3 separate regions of the Macaca mulatta genome follow, and regions 1 and 2 are each linked to region 3. Evidence: chromatin contacts called from public Hi-C data. All regions are on one chromosome and are shown on one strand. The core of a region is the stretch at or near the end of the contact, and the rest is flanking DNA. Distances in the headings are between cores, read along the strand shown. Region 1 holds the start of RPL13A (ribosomal protein L13a). Region 2 holds the start of PTOV1 (PTOV1 extended AT-hook containing adaptor protein). Region 3 holds the start of PRMT1 (protein arginine methyltransferase 1).

Evidence for each region. Hi-C and Micro-C count contacts between places; a contact is called where the count stands out from the background.
Region 1: a contact with region 3 is called in a Hi-C map of fetal cortex germinal zone, with 4 times the contacts expected there. The contact joins the promoter of RPL13A here to the promoter of PRMT1 in region 3. A contact is called at or near these places in 3 of 14 Hi-C or Micro-C datasets (blood, fetal cortex germinal zone and liver).
Region 2: a contact with region 3 is called in a Hi-C map of fetal cortex germinal zone, with 2.1 times the contacts expected there. The contact joins the promoter of PTOV1 here to the promoter of PRMT1 in region 3. A contact is called at or near these places in 2 of 14 Hi-C or Micro-C datasets (fetal cortex germinal zone and fetal cortical plate).

What each region holds. Positions count from the first base shown.
Region 1 is chr19:61,918,689-61,922,803 of T2T-MMU8v2.0, reverse strand. RPL13A (ribosomal protein L13a) reads right to left here and starts at 2,699. Exons shown (of 8, transcript NM_001195419.1): 1 at 2,677-2,699; 2 at 410-482; 3 at 34-99. The coding sequence starts at 2,691. It overlaps FLT3LG (fms related receptor tyrosine kinase 3 ligand), which reads right to left. Exons shown (of 9, transcript XM_028839690.2): 9 at 4,055-4,115. LOC114674244 (small nucleolar RNA Z195/SNORD33/SNORD32 family) reads right to left here and starts at 367; the gene lies at 284-367.
Region 2 is chr19:62,312,939-62,316,868 of T2T-MMU8v2.0, reverse strand. It overlaps PTOV1 (PTOV1 extended AT-hook containing adaptor protein), which reads right to left and starts at 1,554. Exons shown (of 13, transcript XM_077980983.1): 1 at 1,220-1,554. The coding sequence starts at 1,390. All of the region lies in intron 12 of VRK3 (VRK serine/threonine kinase 3), which reads left to right.
Region 3 is chr19:62,128,908-62,132,921 of T2T-MMU8v2.0, reverse strand. PRMT1 (protein arginine methyltransferase 1) reads right to left here and starts at 2,034. Exons shown (of 9, transcript XM_077981014.1): 1 at 1,985-2,034. The coding sequence starts at 2,020.

The DNA of each region.
Region 1 (4,115 bases), core at 1,450-3,949, 210 kb after region 3:
CCTCTCCAGTGCTCCTCCCAGGCCCTAACTTACACTTGTTTCTGTAGAAATTGCCAGAAATGTTGATGCCTTCGCAGCGTACGACCACCACCTTCCGGCCTACAAGGAGGGAAAGGGTTAGGAAGGGCCGAGCCACCTGAGGGTTCTCCCACCGCCTGTGCAGTTACCCTCCAGACACAGCGCAGTACTCGCCAGAGCTAAGTTCGTGTTTAAATGAAAAGCTAGCCTAATAGAAAACCACTTCTTGAGCCTGGAGTCCCCAACCCTGGGGAATAGTGGCTGGCAGGTCTCAGAGCGGTGCATGGGGTTGATCTCATGGCCGTGAGACTCAAACGAAAGATGGTGAATGTTGCTCATCACCGACCACCAGCGGGGGCCCATGACAAGGGGGCCGCGAGCAGCGACTTACCCAGCAGTACCTGTTTAGCCACGATGGCCGCCAGGCGGCCCAGGAGATGGCCTCGACCATCAAGCACCAGGACCTGTGGGAGACAAGGGCAAGAGGGCTCAGAGACAAGGACAATCTTTCTGTGATTGTCCTCACAAGCAAGCATTCCCTTCTTTTGCCCAGCCAACAAGGTGCCTTGCACCCAGCCATCTGAGCTGGGAACTATGCACTAGAGCCCCACTCTACAGATGAGGGAACGGGCTGAGAAAGCAAGGCTGCCTCAGGATCAGTGAGCGAACAGTGTAAGGGGCCTGAACCCCCTATCTCACTTCTTCTATGAGTATGATTTTACACTCAGATTGCATTTTGCAAAGCAACAGGATTTGAATGAAGACCAGCAAGGCTCTGCCCCCTGACTATCCAGTTAGAAGACCTTGAAGCTAATAAACTGTAGGATTTGTTTTTGAGACAGGGTCTTGCTGTTGCACAGGCTGTCGACCTCCCAGGATCAAGCAATCCTCCTACCTGGGCCTCATGAGTAGCTGGGACTACAGGCAAACACCACCACACGCAGCAAATTTTTGTACTTTTGTTGAGTCAGGGTTTTGTTATGTTGCCTAGGCTGCTCTTGTACTCCTGGCTCAAGTGATCCGCCTGCCTCAGCCTTCCAAAATGCTGGGGTTACAGGCTTGAGCCACCGTGGCCAATCAATTGTAGGATAACACAATCTAATTCTCTTCTAAGGTACAAGGTCTTCCTACCACGAATTTAATTTGGAAGAAAACCGAATTTCAGGTGGGATGAGATTAGGTAGTCAAAAGTCCATGCTAGCTCTGCTATAGAGTCACTCTGCTTTCCCGGGTAAACTGCTCAGACACCAAACCTCAGCTTCCTCCAGAGCAGAAATCCTGGCCGGGCGCGGGGGCTCACGCCTGTAATTCCAGCATTTTGAGAGGCCTAGGCGGGCAGATCACTTGAGGTCAGGAGTTCGAGACCATCCTGGCGAATAGGGTGAAACCCTGTCTCTACTAAAAACACAAAAATAAGCTGAGCGTCGTGGCGGGCCCCTGCAGTCCCAGCTACTCGGGAGGCTGAGGCAGGAGAATCACTTGAACTCGGGAAGCAGAGGTTGCAATAATCCAAGATCGCACCATTCCACTCCAGCCTGGGCGTCACAGTGACTCCGTCTCAGAAAATAACTAAAAGAGTAGAAATCCTCATTGTTTTAACGCAAAAGCATGAAGCACACACTTGTTATTACACAGGCTTTGTAAGCGTTGGTACAAAGAATCTAAATCCAAACAGACTTCCTGAAGTCGTGACCTTGGCCAAAAATCACCAATCACCAAGCTTTAATTTCCTCCTCTGTAAAAGGAGGATACCCTATCTACCTCGAGAATATCGTTAAGCGAACTACGCAAATCATTGCAAACTGTGCTGGGCACAAAGACACAGGCTTGGTGAACACAACCTGCCTAGATTGGCCTGGCTCTGAAATGTCCGCCCCCGCCCCAACCACAGACAAAAAAACCTTTCCAGGGCCAACCCCTTCTTTTTACTTAAGTAGCTACACCAGGAGCCAGGGAAAGGACCCGTAGTTGTCTGCAAGCCCAAAAGATGTTCCAACCTTGTGGAACCATTCATCACAGCTCTCGAGTTCCAGTAACACGCCTCAGGACAATCGCCAATCCCCAAAACCAGGGAAAACGAGTTCATTCCTGAGTATCCGGCAGCCAACAGCTCTCTCGACCCCCCGCAGAAAGGCATTGAGAATTAAAACAACCGGAGCGCCAGGGGACCCCGATTAACACCTCCACGTGAGATCAAAGTAGCCCGCGCACTGGGCGGGATGAAAATACCTTCCATTTTGGCCAAAACTCATTGACCCGACACCGCCCGGTCACACTTCCGCGCGTTCCTCATCGCTGAGAGCACACAAAGGTCCAATTCGGTCAAGACTCGACCCCAGGGACCCCAGCCACTACCCGAGTTCAAGGTAAGCGAAGTCTAGTTGTAAAATACCTGTCCTGTGCTGGAAGCTCCGTCACCCTCACCTCGAGAAGGAAATGCCGCATTGTAGCCAACCCTTAGGCCTAAAGGGAGCCGCGGCATTTCCTACAGATGCCCCTTATCCCAAAAGACTTCCATTTTGCTTAATTGTGGACGTTAAGCTCCACAAAACATGTAGGAGGACAGAGAGGGTGCAACCCCATTCCGGCCTGGATCCCACCCGGCCCCGTGCGGCCCCGTGCGACCCCGTGCCGCCCCGGCCCGCGCGGAGCCCGCACCTGCACCTCCGCCATCTTCGGCAGCCGCCTGGGAAAGGAGGAGGTCTTGTCGCAGGGTTTCTTATCCCTTGAAACAGGGGCGGCAGAAGTGACGCAACGCGGACTGCGCGAACAGCTTTCTGTGTTTTCATTGGTCAAAGCGTTCTGCGCGTGCGCAGAGATTCCCCAGGGAAGGCGGGTCCTCTTCCGAATGTCCAATCCGGACATTCTTCCGGTTGGACCCTTCGCAGTCCGCGCTGTGCCCTGCGAGAGATCACGTGGGGCGTGGAGGCGGTGCTGCTGGGGTGCTGCCGTCCAGCCTCGGCGGCCATGTTTTTGAGAGGCTGTTCATCTCGTTCAGACGCCCTGTCCGCCATGTTTGTGAGGGGAAGCGGCATTACCCTTTCTAGCGACTGAAGGCTGCAGGGCTTCTGGTGGCCCGCAGGGGGAGACCAGACCCGCCAGGCCCGCCCTTCCGCGCACAGTTCAGGCTTACTTTATTTTCTGAGACAGGATGTCGCTCTGTCGTCCAGGCCGGAGTGCAGTGGGGCGATCCTGGCTCACCGCAGCCTCGACTTCCCGGGCTCAAGGGATATATATATATATTTATTTATTTTTTGTTGTTGTTGTTGTGGCCCGGGCTTTTGGGGAGTCTTGACATGTTTGGCCAGGCTGGTCTCGAATTCCTGGGCTCAAGCGATCCTCCCGTTTCAGCCTCCCAAAGTGCTGGGTTTAGCGGCGTGAGCCCCGGCGTCCTGCCCATTCTAGGCTTGGAGATTTGGATTCTTGTGTCTGGTCGACTTCACTCTGACCTGGACAAACCCCTGGCCTTATCCGGGCCTCAGTTTCTCCTTCTGTAAAACAGGTGGAGGTGGTCTTCTCCAGGGGCTCTAAGAGTTTATGAAGGAATGGCTTCTAGATGCCTGGCTGCACCAATCCGCTGAGCGTTCCTCAGAGGAACTTCTCACTTTCTGGACTGTCGGCCTTTGCTTCAGTTGGGTCCCTTGCCCAGGATGCCCTCCCCAACCCCTCCAAATCTGGCTTGTCACCATCGCAATGCCCTTTGGCTCTGGAAAGCCTCTTTGATGTTCCAACCTGGGTGAGCTGCCCTCCGCGGGCTCTCACACTGCCTCTGTGCTATCTCCATAGGAGCCTATGGCATCCTGCACCCAGGCTCGCTGAGTCCCTTGTCTTCTCGTCCATAGCCTAGGAGACCTGGGGCGACTGGGCTGGTTCTGACTCAAATCCGGGCTCTGGCATTGCCCAGTGCTGGCCCGGGGCTTCAGGGGACCTCAGAAAACACGTATTGAATGAAACATTGCATTGCAACTGAAAAACCAAGATTCTGAAATCAGAACGACCCCATTCACACCCATCCACAGACAGACTTGGCCAGAGCTGGTAGAAAAGGATGATTTATATACAATTTCATGGGGACAAGGCCTTTGTACAGAGTTGGG
Region 2 (3,930 bases), core at 305-2,804, 180 kb before region 3:
TGTTTAGGAGGGCAGGTTGACTCAGGACTTCAAAAGATGCTGGGATCTGGAGCCATAGTAAAGAGCAGGCATGCATGCCTAAAACCCAGGGATACCTTCCACAGCAGGAGCAGCATATCAAGATGGGACGATCACATTTAAAAACGACAGGTAAGGTGCAACCTAAAGGAAATCTCACATCTTGGCAAGTGTGTGCAAAACTGTGCGCGCCTGACATCCCTACTGCACAGGGAAGCCCATCCAGTACCTACACTGAGGTTTAAAGCCTTGGGCTGCATGTCTGAGGGCCCGGAAAGCACTTTTGAACGACTAGATGCGAATGCTGCAGGAAGGGGCAAAGACAGTGGAGTGAAGGGATACGTTTAAGTTCTGGGAGGTGATCTGAGTCTGGGTATCCATGTTTATGACCCCAGGAAGCCTGTTTTAAGGTTTCAGTAGGGCTGCCACAGCTCTGTGCCATCCACACCGCTGGGGAATGTATTTAAAAAGCGGACTGGAGCGCGAACCCAAGTGATATCTCACATTGGGGCAAGCGTGTGCACGGTGCAAAGTCGCGATGTGCAGTTTTACAGCCCCAGGTAAACCTTACTAAGGGTTTCTGAAAAGCATGTGCGTCTTTTGGGTCCGGGAAAGCCTGTGCAGCCCAAAGTACCTGCGAAGCTGAATGTTTACGTTTAAGGTCTGGGCTCACGGCAGTCCATCAAAGCATCCCACATCTGGGCGCGGGCGCACATTCTAGGTGCGCACTCCACCGGCACAGCGCGGGCCCCAGGGAGAACGCCCACGGGTGCGACATCTGGGGGCGCTGGTACAAAGCGCGGGCCCCTCCCTCGCCGCTGTCCCCCAACCCCCGCCCCCATTTCCAGGTTTCCTGCCCGGAGAGAGCAACTTTCCAATCGGGAAAAACAAACGCGCGTGCTGGCCGCCTGTCCGCCGCCCCCCACCCGCGTTTAAATCCGGCCGCAGAGTCAGCAGTAATTTGAGCCCGCCCCGCCCCCGTCCCCCACCCCCCCACCCCGGCCCGAACGCGCAACAAAGGGGAGAGCGCGGCGCGAACCACCGGGGGCTCCACGGGGGAACCCGGCCCCGGGCGGCACCACCCTTCGGGCCACAGGGGACATCCCGGAGCGGCGGGGGCCGCGGACAAAGGCGTGAGCCCGGGGTAGGGGCTGGGGGGGCGGGGCCGTGGAAGGCTCTGGAAAAAGGGCGGGGGGCTCACCATGGGAGGGGCCGAGCGGGCCCGGATCCGCGGAGGCTGCGGGCCTCGGGGGCTGGCCGGCCAGGAGCGCGAGCGGACAGCGCGCGCTACGAGGGGCCGCGGGGGGCGGCCGCGACCCCCGAGGGGGCCCCCGGCGCCGAAGCGGTACGGGGCACGGCGCGGACGGACCATGGCGGGCGCGGGCCGAGCGGGCGGGGAGCTGCCGCGGGCCACAAGGGGGGCTGCAGGCTCCACCGACTGAGGAGCGCGGGCGCGCGGCTTCGGGGGAGACGGGCTGAGCCGCACCAAGCTCGGTGGACGCGCCGCCGGAGTGGGGTCGCGGCGGCCGAACCACTGAGGCGAGTGGGGGAGCCCGGCGCGTATCAAGCGCGTCCGAGGGGGCGTGGCCGGAGCGTACCAAGGCGGCGCGGGGGAGCGGGGCCCTGGCGGGAGCGGAGTGTGGGCTCGGCGGTCGGGCGGGCAGCTCCGGCGCGGGGGAGGGCCTGGGAAGACGCGCGAGCAACAACTTCAGGGGGCGTGGCGGGAGCGGGATTCCCTACCAAACGGGGTGGCAGAAGAACGAAGGCGACACCAAGCTGGCCCCTTGCCGGGGTCGGGACGGCGGGAGACCTCATCCGGAGCCCTGGACCCGCAGAGCCGGGAGACCGCGCCAAAAGACATAAGGGAAGAGAGGAGGACAGAATAATGGGCCTGGGGACAAGGGAACCCACTAAAAGGGAACCCACTGAGAGTACGGATTGCACCCGAGCCTGAGGGGAGAGCTGAAGGTTTGCAGGCGGTGACGTGGCGAGGTGGGCAGGGGACTCCAACTCCCAGCGGCCCCCGCGCGGCTTGGCGGGGGGGCAGCGGTCCACGGAGGCTCCGCCCATTAGTCCCAGCACCCAGGCTCCGCCCGCCGTCCCTGGCTACTCCAAGCCACTCGCCTCGCTCCCCGGCCTTCCGTGGATTCGCTCATTCGCTCTGCTAAAATGAAATGACTGCGTAGCCGCTTACTAGTTGTTGTATAAGATTTTTCCCTCGATTTTTGTTCCTTCAACGTGGGTAACATCTAACCCTAGAGTGGTTATGTGGATCAAATGCTTGACGCAGCCACTACTCAAAGGTTAGATTTTCTTAACAACAAAAATCTGTTACGAGTACCCTGTCCGGTTCTGTGCACGGCAACGACCGAATCAGACCAGGTCCCTCACAGACCCCACGGTCCACTGGGGAGAGGCATAATCACAGGCTGTGCTAAGTGTTAACTAGCACATATCCACAGGGCGATGGGATATGACCATAGGGAGGTAAAGTTAGCAAGCAAGGGAAGTCAAGAAAGTGACCTGTGAGCAACCTGCCATTCCAGATGGCTGGAAAAGTGTGCCAAGAGGACAGAACAGCAAAGACAAATCCTGAAAGTAGAAGGAATAAAAGGGAGCCAGTGTGGGTGGAGCCGAGTGAAGGTAGACAGGAGAAATAGACACAGCTGTAGGAGGTTAGGGAGGGAATCCCTACTTCTGTTTGGGATATTGACTAAACAATGTAGGTAGATTTTGATGTCATATCCTGCAGAGAGAAATTCGGGAGTCATCAGTATTTGAATGGAGACTGGATAAGATCCCAAAGAGATTGGGACACTCATCCCTTTAACAGTCACGACAATGAGAAGCAACCAGCAAAGGACACCGAGGAGTGGCCAGTGAAATGGCAGAAGAACCTGTAGGCCTGTCCATGTTTCCCTGCCCCCACTAAGCCTCCTGCCCAGGGGATTCCCAGGGCTGACTGGAGCCCAGCCTTAAGCCCCAAATCCAACCTGGATTGTGGCCAAACAGAATCAGTGCTCCCTGGACACAAACTGCAAGTTAGTTATCAACAGGTACCTCCAATGCCCTGTCAATCACCCATGTGAGGACAACCTGGCAGCAGGAAGGAGAAAACCCAGACAGGAGCTTCTTTAATCTCCCTGAATCTTTACTTCTCCCCATTCTTGTTGGTCCAAACCATCGAGATCTCTTGCCTGGGTGACGCCTCCTAACTCTTGCTGCCTTCTCTGTCACTGCAATAATCAAAACCATCCAATGGCTTCCCATCCCAATCCCCTTAGAATTAAATCCAAACTTGGTACTGTGGACCCTGCTGCTGCCCCCCCAAAAAACTCTTTCCCATCCTTCCTGTTCTCTACCTAGTTAATGCCTTCCCATCCCTCAGAACCCACCAGGACATGCATGAGTTTGAATGCCCTGAATTGTATAAGCATGGAGAAAGGTATATGAGGGTGTACTCCAGAGTGAGCAAATTGGGAACTCATGTCAGAAAGTGAAATGAAAATGTAGGCTGAAATTCTATCAGTAATACTGCAACAAAACTCTCTGAAACCATCTCACTCAGTCCACCAACTTGAAAGACGCTTTCCTTTTCATCTGAAGCCTGCTGCCGGGGCTAGCAGGCTACTATTATGACTAAGCAATTCCACTTCCATCTCTCAAGCTGCTTACTTCCTGAAAGGTAGCTGTTTGATCCAAACCTGTTTATGCCAGAAGTTCTTTAATTTACAATCCAAATAATGAAATTAATGTAAGAGAGTTGTTTATATACAAACCAGATTGCTTGCTTTGGAAAGACTAAAAGGGAGTTGTTAAAAGAAAAACATCAAGCCTGGTGGCTCACACCTGTAATTCTGCACTTTGGGAAGCCGAGGTGGGTGGATCACTTCAGGTCAGGAGTTCAAGACC
Region 3 (4,014 bases), core at 785-3,284:
GGAGCCCCAAACAAAACCAGCTGGAACCAACCCGCTCCCTTATGACCCTCTGCCCACGAAGGTAGGGTCCCATGGAGGATGGGCAGCTCCTGGACCCTCTTAAGAATGAGCGGGCTCCAGAAAGTGGCTTGGGGGCGCGGTGGCTCACACCTGTAATCCCAGCAGTTTGGGAGGCAGAGGCGGGTGGGTCACCTTAGGTCAGGAGTTTGAGACCGGCCTGACCAACATGGTGAATCCCCATCTCTACTAAAAATACAAAAATTAGCTGGGCCTGGTGGCGGGTGCCTGTCATCCCAGCTATTCAAGAGGCTGAGGCAGGAGAATCGCTTGAACCCAGGAAGCGGAGGTTGCAATGAGCCGAGATCAAGCCATTGCACTCCAGCCTTGGTGACAGATTAAGACTCCGTCTCAAAAAAAAAAAAAAAAAAAAAAAAAAAAAGTAGCTTGGGGAGTCAGCCCATCGCCCCCATTTCAGACACCCATCCCAGGTCCTGAAGACTTCCAGGTGCGGCCAAGCCTGAGGCCACCTCTGGGAAAGTTATTTCCTCCGCCCACAGAGCCCCAGGTGCAGGAGACAGCCAAGAGGGTGCGAAGTCATTACAGTGACCCCTGGGAGCTGCATCCTGACAGCTTACAGCTGACCTGCCCCCCCAGTCAATGCCATGGGTAAAGGGGTGGAAGGACAGAGGCCCCATCAGATTACATCTCTTCCAGATGTGACCACTCCAAGAAGGGCCACGTCACTGGCCATGACCTACTAGGCTCCAAACACCCTCCCCCCAGCTCTCCCAAGCCAGCGGGGATGCCTATAAGAAAGGTGCTGCGGGGGTTTCCCGCTGGGGCCCATTTATCACCACCACTGAAAACTACTGCCAGACAACCCCAGCCCGAAGGCTTAAAACGCAAGACTGAAACCTCCCCCACATGGCTGCACGAGAACCAAACCTCACTTGAAACCATTTCAGGCACCCACCCTCAGGACCCCGGGGCTCAGGACCCCTACACAGGGCTTCAGGAAGGGGGAGGTCATCTCCCGCCCTCACAAAGGCCCAGGAGAGAGAAAGCGCTCCAGCAGAGGGTAAAGCTCTCAGCCTACGTATTTCCCACAACTCCTTCCCAGCGGACGTACCCTCCTCCCTCCGCCCTCCAGGAAGAAATCCGACGGGAGGTGGGCTTCAGGACACGCCCCATGAAAAAGATGTCCCTCCCACACACCCAGAAATGGCCACAAGGGGGTGCACGGCGCCTATTAGTGGGAAAATCTCCATCTAGATGCCCCACCACCACCCAGAGGGAGGTCACAGGGGCATGCCCCATCCCCCAACACCTAAAGCCCTGGGTGAGGGGGAGAACTCTAGGAGGGGAAATGGGGTCAGGGGGGCCCCATTCTTGGTTTTCCTCCAGTCCCTAATCCAGAACGCACAAATCCAGGGCCGATATCCCAATAGATGCCCCTGGAGCTCGGAAGGAGGTTGTAAAAGGCACTGCTCCTCCCAAAAGACACTCTACATCGTGGAGGGCCCCAGGTCGATCCCACCCCACGACGTGTGCCCGGGTCCCTGGGTAGGAGGGCTGGGGGCCTCAGGAGGGTCGGACCCCCTCCCCGCCCCCCCGGGCGCCCCTCCCCGGCCGGGGGCGGGGCCTTTGTCCCGCACGTGGAGCCCGCCGGGCCACCGGACTCGGCACACCCCCTCCCCACCCACCGCGCCGCGGCCACGTGGGGGCCTGGCCGGAAGCGCCCCCAGCCCTCCTCCACGTGGGAGGGGGGATAAGACCCTCCGCTAGGCCGGATGCCGAAGGCCCTTGAAAGCTAGGGAGCCGTCACCTCAAACGATATCCCCGGATGTGGAGCGTGCGGCGCCCCCGTGTGCGGCGGGGGACCTCCAACCCCATGTCGCCAACTTAGAGCCCTTTCCCCACCACAGAGGCGTGAAACATCGACCCAAAGCCGACCCCCGCCCACGGCGGCGCTCCAAGCGCTCACCTCCATGATGCAGTTCGCGGCCTCGGCTGCCGCCATCTTCACCCGCAACTACTCCTCCTCCAGCCGCCAAGACCCCCCCTTTCTCCTCACTCCCCCGGGACCGCCTTATACCAGAGGGTCCACGGCCCGCCTACCGCGACCCCGCTGGAAGATTTCATTGGCAATGGAGGCGGCCCGTCTGAGAATACCGTCTGATAATTGGCTGGAGAATACGTCCATCATAGGTCAGGGGTTTGCCAACACTGGCGTCCAGAATCCCGCCCCCTCAAGTCGACCCGAGATGGGGAAAACTGCCCGTCTATTGCAAGAAGCGCGACTGGTGATTGGGCAAAATCCACGAGGAATGCCCGCCCCTTTACCCCCAGCACCGCCTCAAAGCTTCCCGGGGAGCCCCGCGCTAAAGGGGCGTCTTGAAACAACTGTCCATCACCAAAACGACCCGCCTCTTAATCGCTGCCATTGGTTTATCCGGAAGTGACGTCACGCGGCCTTTCACCCTCGCCAAGCGGCCAGTCTCAAGGAGAACACGACAATTGGCCCACGGGTGGGGAAGAAGGCGGGGCTTCAGGCACCAACGATTGGCTCAAAGGAACGATCACGCCTAGTCCACTCGGTGGATCCTCCCAACCCGGGGGGAGTCTCGAGGAAAAAGGGAGCTTGTGCTCATTACCTGGGAGAAAAACTGAATCAGTGAGAGGCCCAGAGAGAGGAATGGCATCGCTGGGGTCCCCAAGCAAGTGAGGAATAGGAGTCCGCAGTCAACACATTAAATCCCTAGCCTTTGACATAATCATTCAAAGTTTTTAAAACCCATCAACCCCTCTCAAGGTACTTGGTTTTTGCCGAGTCCCTCCCCCTGCCAGGACCGCCCACCTCTCTTTGTCTTGTCAGCTTCTAAACGAGAATCAGAGCGCAGCTTAGGCACCACTTCCTCCGGGAAGCTTTGCTTGATTTGCAGGAAAAGTTCCTAGTTGAATGAGGCTGAATGCAAAGGGCCGAATGCGTGGGTCCTGCCCCTCCTCTCTCTGATCCCTCTGCTTCCCTCCGCTCACACTCCTCTCCAATCCCGGAATGAGCTCGCTCTTTGGTTTCTGGGCCTCGGTGCAGGCTATACTCTCTGGCGTGCCGCTGGCAAACGCCTGAGACTTAAAAATTTCCGATAGGATTCGGGCGCAGTGGCTCACGCCTGTAATCCCAGCACTTTGGGAGGCGGAGGCGGGCGGATCACTTGAAGTCAGGAGTTCGACACCAGTCTGGCCAACATGGTGAAACGCCCATTTCTATTAAAAATACAAAAATTGGCCGGGCGCGGTGGCTCAAGCCCGTAATCCCAGCACTTTGGGAGGCCGAGACGGGCGGATCACGAGGTCAGGAGATCGAGACCATCCTGGCTAGCACGGTGAAACCCCGTCTCTACTAAAAAAAAATACAAAAAACTAGCCGGGCGAGGTGGCGGGCGCCTGTAGTCCCAGCTACTCGGGAGGCTGAGGCAGGAGAATGGCATAAACCTGGGAGGCGGAGCTTGCAGTGAGCTGAGATCCGGCCACTGCACTCCAGCCTGGGCCACACAGCGAGACTCCGTCTCAAAAAAAAAAAAAAAAAAAAAAAAAAAAAATTTGGCCGGGCGGCCGGGCGCGGTGTCTTATGCCTGTAATTCCAGCACTTTGGGAGGCCGAGGCAGGCGGATCACAAGGTCAGGAGATCGAGACCATCCTGGCTAACATGGTGAAACCCCGTCTCTACTAAAAATACAAAACATTAGCCGGGCGTGGCGGCGTGCTCCTGTAGTCCCAGCTACTCGGGAGGCTGAGGCAGGAGGATGGCTTGAACCTAGGAGGTGGAGCTTGCAGTGAGCCGAGATCGCGCCACTGCACTCTAGCCGGGGCGACAGACTCTTGTCTCAAAAAAAAGAAAAAAAATTAGGCCGGGCGCGATGACTCACGCCTGTAATCTCAGCACTTTGGGAGGCCTAGGTGGACGGATCACAAGGTGAGGAGTTCGAGACCAGCCTGGCCAATATGGTGAAACCC